2 separate regions of the Mus musculus genome follow, and region 2 is linked to region 1. A link is a contact called in public capture Hi-C data. All regions are on one chromosome and are shown on one strand. The core of a region is the stretch at or near the end of the contact, and the rest is flanking DNA. Distances in the headings are between cores, read along the strand shown. Region 1 overlaps Gm52113 (a long non-coding RNA gene). Region 2 overlaps Ccser2 (coiled-coil serine rich 2).

The links. Capture Hi-C pulls out chosen DNA fragments and counts their contacts.
Region 2: a capture Hi-C map of embryonic stem cells shows a contact between it and region 1, with 4 times the contacts expected there. The contact joins two enhancer-like sites. A contact is called at or near these places in 3 of 39 promoter capture datasets (cranial neural crest, liver and pre-B cells), 2 of 115 datasets of contacts at active chromatin or transcription factors (embryonic stem cells and epiblast stem cells) and 1 of 9 other capture datasets (embryonic stem cells).

What each region holds. Positions count from the first base shown.
Region 1 is chr14:34,613,227-34,617,835 of GRCm38.p6, forward strand. It overlaps Gm52113 (a long non-coding RNA gene), which reads right to left. Exons shown (of 3, transcript XR_003951117.1): 2 at 2,026-2,192; 3 at 1,385-1,922. Among named protein-coding and RNA genes, the nearest start is that of Gm52113, 4.8 kb to the right of the region's middle. Within about 2 kb of position 2,070, at least 58 of the 459 cell types and tissues checked have an H3K27ac peak or open chromatin away from gene starts, as enhancers often do. A contact at or near this core is called in embryonic stem cells, where this site is marked.
Region 2 is chr14:36,887,397-36,892,005 of GRCm38.p6, forward strand. Ccser2 (coiled-coil serine rich 2) reads right to left here. Exons shown (of 11, transcript NM_027045.1): 10 at 2,946-3,030. Among named protein-coding and RNA genes, the nearest start is that of Ccser2, 79 kb to the right of the region's middle. Within about 2 kb of position 2,820, at least 15 of the 459 cell types and tissues checked have an H3K27ac peak or open chromatin away from gene starts, as enhancers often do. A contact at or near this core is called in embryonic stem cells, where this site is marked.

The DNA.
Region 1 (4,609 bases), core at 820-3,319:
GTTTTGTGACTACAAAGTAATCAAATGTGCCATAACAAAAAACCCTAAGTAGAAAGTCTACATGTGGGCTGGAGAGATGGCTCAGCGGTTAAGAGCACTGACTGCTCTTCTAGAGGTCCTGAGTTCAGTTCCCAGCAACCACATAGTGGCTCACAACCATCTGTAATAGGATCCGATACCCTCTTCTGATGTGTCTAAAGACAGTGACAGTGTACTTCCATAAACTTAAAAAGAAGTGCTATATTTGATGTGAAGAATAAGACCCCACTTTCTATAAGGAGTGAAGAGGCAGATCATTTTACAAAGTCTGGTGCAGTCTCAGACCAATGCCAGCGTGCTGAGGAGCGCAGAAAACAGTTCTTAGAACCCAGTGCGCAGGCTCCTCCCTTCTTTTCTACATGTGCCAAACACTAAAGTGGTGCAGGCTTTAATGTCATCTGCCACTTACAGTTGTTTATTTCTCAGTCAAGACTATGCGTGAGTTTATCTCTTCTACAGTCTGCTTATTTTCAAGCCTTTCAGTGCCTGGGATGTGTTAAGCCCTCTGTGACAAATGTTCTACTCTGTGTGGCTGTGAACAGTGTTCTACTCTGACCTAGTTTGTGTAAGGGGAGGGGTTGGGGGGGGCAGCGAGTCTAGCGGGCACTAGCAAGGGTCCAGGGATTGCCATTCATCTGCAACAGGTCTTAAGACACTTTTGTCTGGAAGAGGGAGGATATACAAGTTTCATGCAAATTTTATGGTAATAGACCAAAGGAAATCATAAACCAAGACACTGTTAGATGCCTCCATGGGGAAAGCAGGTGACCAGGGACCCAGTAGAAAAACCTCAGATATAGACACCAGAAGTAATTTAACAGTGAGTGACACTGTTAGCTTCAGGTAGATAGAAACTAGCGATCGAGTAAGTCAACACTTCTTAAAAGGCTTCACATGACTGCCTCAAAGATGTAAAGATGTTAGACAAAGATGGATAATGAATGTTTACTAAGGGCACTGAAGTAGTCCAAGAAATTTGGCTCTGCAACATTCCAACTCTCCAAATCACAAAGTTCTAATCAGTTAATTGGTATTGCAAAATCTTTAATATAGATGTGATTTTCCCCCCTCTTCTGAGAGTATCAGTTCCCAGACTGTAATTTACTTATTTGCTCAACAAGTTGGATTTAGGAGCAATGTTGTTTCGTTTGTTTTTGGTCCCCTATCTGAGGTAATTTCACACGTGTTCGTAACTCCTAATAGGAGTCGTACAAAAGCCCAAAGACCCATAGTTTTGGATATGTCTTTTTTTTGGGGGGGGGGAGGCGTCTTTAATATGCTGGTATTTCTAAATTTCTTGAAACAAGGTCTTTCTACGTGTCACAGGGCCTCAAACCCCAGGAGTCCTGCCTTCGGATTATAGGCATGCACCAGGAGGCCTAGCGCATTTCTGAAATTCTGTGAGAGAGCAACAATGAAGGCAGGTGCAGGTGGTGTAGTCAACCTACATTTTATAAAGTCTTTTAATTCTTGGGGCATCTTTCCGGCTGAATAACAAAGCGCTGCGCTCCCAGCCCCTCAGGCGCAGGGTCTAGGAATATCCCGGACCAAGGAGTACAACTCCGAAAGTAGCAGCGTTCCCTCTGCGCAGAGGTAGAAGGGGGTGGGGGGAATCCGGGTGATCTCCTCTTGGGGACACCACCACCGGGTGGGGGTCATGCGATAGAAGAGGCAGAGCCCGGCTCAGCTTTCTATAGACTGAAGCAACTCTAAGCGGAACCCCAAAACCCTGTCCACTGGACCGGGTCTCCCAGACTCCTATGGCCACCCGCTGAGCAAGCCTGGGACACAGTATTATTACCCAGGAGAAAAGAGAAAGGTTCGCCAGCGTTGGTGGGGGAGATGATGGTCATTCTTTGGTGTTGGCCTCCATCAGCTAGCGCCTGGGAAAGAGGGGGAGGGGAGGTACTGAAACAGTGTTGCAAAGCGGTGGGAACGTGAACCTCCTGTTTGCTCCTGTTTCGGTGGGGGCAGGAACTTGTTTACCTCCGGCAGTGCAGGCACTTCCGCATCGCCCCGAGGACAGTCCCACACGGACTAGTAGTTTGGTAGGGCAGCCAGCATCTTCACCTGCTGAGTCACCTCACTAGCCCTCCTCTCCAAGGACTTCTGCTATCAGCTCCGCCTTCTATACAAAGTGAAGGATACTGAGTCTGGAATAGGGAACAGGAGAAGCAATGCTTTGTGACTCGTGAATGGAACTAGGCTTCACAAGCTAGTCATCACTCAGGGACCAAAGCAGAGACAGACTCTGAGAAGACAGGAGGGGAGATCTGCCTAGTGCTGTTCTGTGGGTGGTTAATTATTCTGAGACTACCTGGGAGGTCCCTTAGTTTTTTTTTTTTTAATATGTATGAACACCTTGATTGATGATTGAGGTGGGAGGGTCCAGCCAATTATATAAGAAAATTGAGCAAGCCACAAAAAAACAAGCCAGTGAGCATTTCTCTGCGACACCCTGCATTCCTCAGCTAAGTCAACACAGGAGTGCAGAAACAAAGAATTCCTTTGAGGATTTGGGGCGTAGGGAAGTATTTACCTGGTGTACTGAGGCTCCCTTCCCTGGCCACACAGGTCCCACCCAGCCTTGGGTTGCCCTTGGGAACATCATGTGCCAACTTTACACGCAGGGGGCCCATCTGCTTCAGGGTCTGAGTGGTGGATCCTGGAGAGTTCCACCCACAGGAACATCCTACCTACAGAGGCTCCTCAGTCCACCCAGAGAGGACCACCACGGCTCTGAAAAGTGAAGTGTGGATAGGCTGGCTACCCAGGCTGCAGAGATGGGAAAGGCCGCACCTCTGTTTTCACAGAGGTGAAGCCTCCCTACCCACCACCCACATGTTGGTTGAACTCTGACACCCCCCCCCCCCATACCATGACACACGTGCAGGGCGGGCACACACACACACACACACACACACACACGGGATAAAATAAGAATGAAATATGGGGAGGATCAAGTGACAGGTAAGAAAGGGACATAAGAACACAAAGAGAAGCAGTCTCTCGGAGGGACAGTGTGCTAATGGCTGTGCCTACTGTCCACAAGCCCAACTTCAGAAGCAAACTTGCAGATTCAAGGAGAGGGGTCTACCAGCTTCTAGTAAAAAGGCTTCAAAAAACCTGTTCACAGATAATAACTGTGCTTTTCTGTGCCGCTGACTCCTGTTGGGCTCTGTCTAGGTGTTTTCAGTGTCCCTCCCTGGTCCAAGTTGGAGTTTGCCTCCATAGTCACAAGTAAGGGTCTACCACAGGAGTGGAGACTCCTGAGTTCCTTCAAAAGTAGATTCCATGCCTGCTATCTGAAGAGGTCTTCCCAACATCTCAAATGTTCCATTTCCAGGAGACCTTTCTTCTCTGTTGTATCTACCGCCTCAGTTGCAGGCATGCATGACCACACCTGGTTTTATGCAGTGCTAGGGCTCAGCCCCAGGATTTTGTGAATACTAGGCAAAGGCTTTGAGTTACATTCCCCATCCCAGAGACTGAGTTTGGCTGACTAGAAACAGGAAAATGGAGGCCTTGCCAGGGGGAAGACGCTAGGGACCCTTTCAAGGGCCGCTCATTATACCTCCAAAGTCCAAAGGCACAGAACACATCTCTCTGCCACTTGTGTTCTTGTTGGCCTTGGCTGAGGAGGGTGTGTATGGGGGGGCAGCTCTCCAGGTGAACCCTGCTTTTTGGAAAGGGACTGCATAAGTAGCCTCAGTACACCCAGCCTGCCACTGGGTGGCACTGCCGCATCTCAGGACAGGGGGCGCTAAAGGGATTCGTTAGGTAGAGGGCTCCACTCCTCTCTCTAGTGCTGTGCCAGCTGCTTCCAAGCTATAGTTACAGACGGCTTCTGTATGTGACAAACATAATCAAAGAAAAAGAGGCTATCAATTTAGCGCAGGGCGGCTGGGTGAGAAAGGGAGGGGGATGTGATGTAATTCTATTTCAATTGAAACGTTTTAAAAACAAAAAAGTTTAAAAATAAAGTAAATATTTTGAAACAAAAAAAAAAAACTGTAAAAACACAAAGAAATAGTTCCTGCCCTCCAGGAGCCCACAGTGGAACAAATGCTTAGATAACAAATTACTTGCTCCAATAATAGACATAATTACTTGCTTCGGCAGAAGAGCAAGGAATAACAGGCTCCATCGGAAGGACCCAGGGGAGGAGGCCAGCAGCTGATTCAGCAGTAGCCCATTCTAGGACAGGACATCTCTGGTGGTACCTCCTGCCCAGAGCACTTGGAGCCGGGGTGTGCTTCTGGGAAGGTTTTCAGTTTTCAGATTTCCTAGGAGTGGGGACTCTGGTAGCTGAGGGCTGGTGGCGTCTGTCAGCTGGCCCAGGTGTATAAAGTGGGCCACTCTGTGTAGGTGCTCTGTCACATCCCGGTGAGGTGCTGTTTGCTGGTTTTACAGCACTTAACCTAAGCTCCTGGTGTTAGGACAACTAGAACATTCTGAATAACATTAGTTGTTCCAATTAGCCCCTCTTGCCACCGGGAAAGGCAGACAAGGGGACCCCTATCCTTTTGCTGTGCCTTTCTGGGGTTAGACCTCATGTCCCAAGTTTCCA
Region 2 (4,609 bases), core at 1,570-4,069, 2.3 Mb after region 1:
CATCTACCAAAAAAGAGTGATTTCAAGTTATACTACGTGAAACATGTTTATATGATTCAAAAGTATCAGGAACTACAAAAGATTATCTCTTTATAAAAGACTAGAAGGAAGTACATAAAACTATTTAGATCTTTTAGCTCCTTTATACTGAACCCATTATACTGTTTATCAGAGGAAAAAGTCATCTACAATAAACTGTAAGACGCAGGCTCTGGATTTAGAATGAAATTCAATTGTGGTATGTTTACTTCTCCTGAACAAGTTGCAACATCACTCTGATTAGTTGATTTACATTTCTGACTATAAAATAAGAATTAATAGCTCTATGAGTTATGTGCAGATAAAGTGAGAATTCAAATAAAACACCTACATATTCAATGATATATTTATCCTTTTCTTAAATATGTGGCTATATTTTATAAACTATACATAAATGTTTCCAAATATTTTTGGAAATAATTTCAAAAATGCTGTATTTAATTATTAGATTAAGGCTATGGACCCTGAGACATAATTCTTGAGCCAAAAAAAAAGAGTGAAAAGGCAGAGTAAGTTATAGAAAATAGGCAGGCTATAAATTCCACCATGTCAATATAATTTTGGTAAATATAATTATAAGAATATAAATTTAGGCATCAAGAAACACATCCGAAAATACTGAACTGTTAGGCAGATGGAGATGTACTTTATATGATTTGTGTCCGTTTCTTTCCATTCAAGCTGCTTTACACAGAAAACATACAGAGAATTACTAAGTAATTTTAAGTGACATAAGCAAGAGAAAATTCTTATGTTAGGTGTAGCAACAAATGGGCGTCATTCTTAAATATGATTTTGAAGCACCAAGAATGGCAGGAGACACTATCTGGACTTGTCATTAAGGCCCTCTACTTGCCAGAAGCAATTGTTTTTATTAATTTTCCTACTCTACAGAAGGAATTGCATCATTTTCTACCCCATGCAGGTGGACATTAGCGTGGAAGGAGCATCTCAGGTCACTTAACTGAGGTCTCCACAGACACAGCAGGAAGGGTCTCTGCGTACCTAATCAGAGGTTATTTTCTGTAGCCTATAAAAATTTTATTTGAAATCAAAAGAAAGGTAGTACAAAGTAAGTATTACTATTCATTTTTAACAAAAAATAAAAAAGACTACAACTCATCAGTTCTAGAGAAAGCCATGTAAAAGCCCAGAACTTCTATACTTCTTTCCATTTCCTAGAGTTATTCTTAAATTTAGCAAGATTTCTGGCCAGTGCAGCTTTGTGAAATGGCCTGGGTACATACTCCTAATAACTGATGCTCTCACGCTCTGTGTGCTTTCTATAGGCTACCTTCCATACAGTACCTACCACTGTGGGCTTACTGCAGGCTACCTTCCATACTGTATCTACCACTTCTAACATCTACCACTCACTCTTACAACTCAAAATAAAAACCCAACTGCTGCTTCTGAAGACTCAGCCACACTCTTGGCCTCTGTACTTGATGATAAACATAGTACACTCTAGTCAGTGCTCAAGCAGGTATCAGAAAGAAGCTTTAAAATGAAACATTACAATGAGAGAGATACTCCTTAACTCCTGCCTATTATGTATAATCAACCTCTGTAAAAGCTGAGTGCTGGGAACGGAAAACTACGTAAATGCAGAAACCGGTATTATCATGTTGAATGTTCATTTAGTATAGGAAAAAAACTAAGACCTGTTCTTAACTGTCTCTGAAAAAAACATTGGGTTCATTGCTATGACTTCATGGCCTTCATCTCTCTCTCACACACAACCTAAAGGAAGTAGAAAAATAGCTTTGCTAGCATATGGTAACACCTATCCCCAGGAGTGAGTCTCAGTATAGCAGTTAAAACCTATTTCTCTTCCAAAAGAACCTCTCAAACTCAGTGAGAGACACTGAAGGGCATGTAATGACCCTACAGCTATGGCTGCAAGCATCCTGTAAAAAATCTCTACAGAAAGACATATCCCACTCATTCCTGAGAGGTTACCAGAGCCAAATCATATAACTAATCCTTATTTTAATCTGGAATTCATGCAGCTTATTTATAATTTTGATAAATAAAGACATAATTTTTCAAAAAATAAATTTTATTCTAAATTGATTAAAATTTCCCTTAGGACTCCTGATACTTTACTTAAGGAAAACCAGTGGGAAAAAATGGTAGAAATCACAGAACAAACCATGGAGAAGGTGTAGAACTAGCTCTGATTGACTCTTTTTTTTCACTAATATTAGCTTTTGGGGGTAGGTGACTTTTCAAAAAAAGATAAAATACAGTCAACTTACCAGGTACAGTAAAATATATAATCTAAAGCAGTCAAGCTGTGTGGCAGGTCTTGTAATAACTGAATCATTAAAAGTGTTAGTAAACCATGCATATTCAACGCCACTGCTTCTATGAGGTGAAGCAGCTAACAAATTATAAAAGACATTAGTGGTTTTAAAATGGCCTTGAAATTTTTTAAAAGTTTTAGATGGTAATTAAATACAGGTAAAGCCTTTGATGAGGAGATATTTAAGTGTGCAGTGGTCTAGTAAGCCTGACCCCTAAACAGTATGCATCTGTCCATCAAGTCTGTGCGCATTTTAAAAGTCAATAGGTAAGACGTAATTTTATCTTATACATTTCATGATCTTCGTAAGATCTACTTAAAGACAGATGCATGCCAGCAGGTCTAGGGTCACCAGTGAAAGGTTTCCACAGCATTACAGTGAAATTAACCTCTGGCGGCTTCCAGGAAGCCACAGTGGAGGCTTGTTTGCATGCAGTCAGGGAAAGGTTAGGAGAGCAGAGCACGGGAGTGCTCCTGGAGCAGGTGCCTGCAGATGACTGGGAGGGGCAGAAGGTATTGGAGAGGGAGGGGCCATGCAGCAGGGAAATACCATGGAGGGGAAGCCAGAGCAGGATGGGAGTGAGAGACACAGACTCACTCTGTCTGCGGTGCGGCGGTACAGTCCGTGGCATCCCCTGGAAGGAGCCCTGCCAAGGAGAGAAGGAGGGTGCACAATACCCACCCTGTGCAGAAAGAGATGGGGTAGGGAGGCATAATGAAGAAGGGAACCAGAGAAACATTTGTCTTCGCTTTTAAAATAACACAGCAACAGTGTTAATGAGAAGTAAATTTCATTTTTTAACATACAGGCAGCTCAAACTAATAATACATCAGAATTCAAAATCTAGTTGTCAAATATGTTACAGAAAATATCTCAGAACTCTACACCTCTTCCTAGGCAACACACAAATAAGCCTTTATGGTATGTATAAACCCCACCATCATATACTTGTAAGTATCAGCTTATTATTTTGCAGAAGAGCACTATAGAAGGGAAGATAAATTATATGTATTCACACATAGAAATATTAATTTATGAATCAGGAAATCAAACATTAGCGCAAAATTTTTCTTTTCAAGTTACAGATTTTCAAAAGATTAGAACAAAAAAATAAAGAAAGCTAAGGTTAGAAATAATTAGGATATTGTGACAATAAGTTCTTACAAAGTGTGACATGCAAGACATAGGTGACACATGCTTTTTAGTATGAGTAACTAAAGGTTCTTAATTTAACTTAATCATGTTTTATCAAAATTGGAAGACATCTATCTGTATGTCGGATGTTGAACACCACAGAATCAGAAACACATTATTTGTGGATATTAAAAATAACCACAGATAAAATCATAACACACAAATGAAATGGTCCCAGTACTAGCAAACTATGCTGCTTTAGCCTGTGCTTTCTAAGTCTTCACAGCAAAGGCTGCTTCTTCACACACTCAAGACAGCTTCACAATGTCTGGAACAAATCCAAATTGAATGTCAGATACTTATAAACACATCAGTAGATGGCTATAAGAGTCATGTAGAATGTTATTGGCTTTGAAAAATAATTTCAGTCAGGTACTGATTTCATATATAACTACAAAATGCACAATGTGGCTGTTTTAACAGTGCAAGACATGAACAGTAACCTTTTGTGTGCAGACTTCTACCTGTCAGAATGTGAACTCTCAGAAGCACAGGAGGCTCCAGCCAGTATTTATAAAGGTAGCTGGCACATGCTATATGCAAAACCTGATGCCTGAAATGATTAACATAGCACTATGGAAAAGCAATTGTGTGACCACCTCACAAAAGTTACTTGTTCAAATACTGGTGCAAGGATGTGTGTGTGTGTGTGTATGTGTGTGTGTGTGTGTGTGTGGTGTGTGTATTTTCACACACACAAACCCTTTCGAGTGGCAAATATAAATACAACACTAAATAAATATATAAATAAGACCATTTGGCAACGAAATAAATTCTTTAATTTCCTTTGAGTAACTATCTGCAAATATATCCAAATATACACATAAATATCTCTGAGTTGTAATATGGCAACTCCCAGTGAAGAGGAACAAGGCAAATCTGAGTTTAAAATCAGGATAGTACAGGACAGAAATGTTAACCAATATCCTGTCCAGGTTCCAAATCAGGAAACCATTGGTCTCAAAAGAAAATCACATGGGAGATTACTCAAAAGAGAAATCTGTGAGATATACTGTTGTTTCAGTTACTCTGTCATCCTATCTCCCAGGCCTAAGAAAAAGGAAATA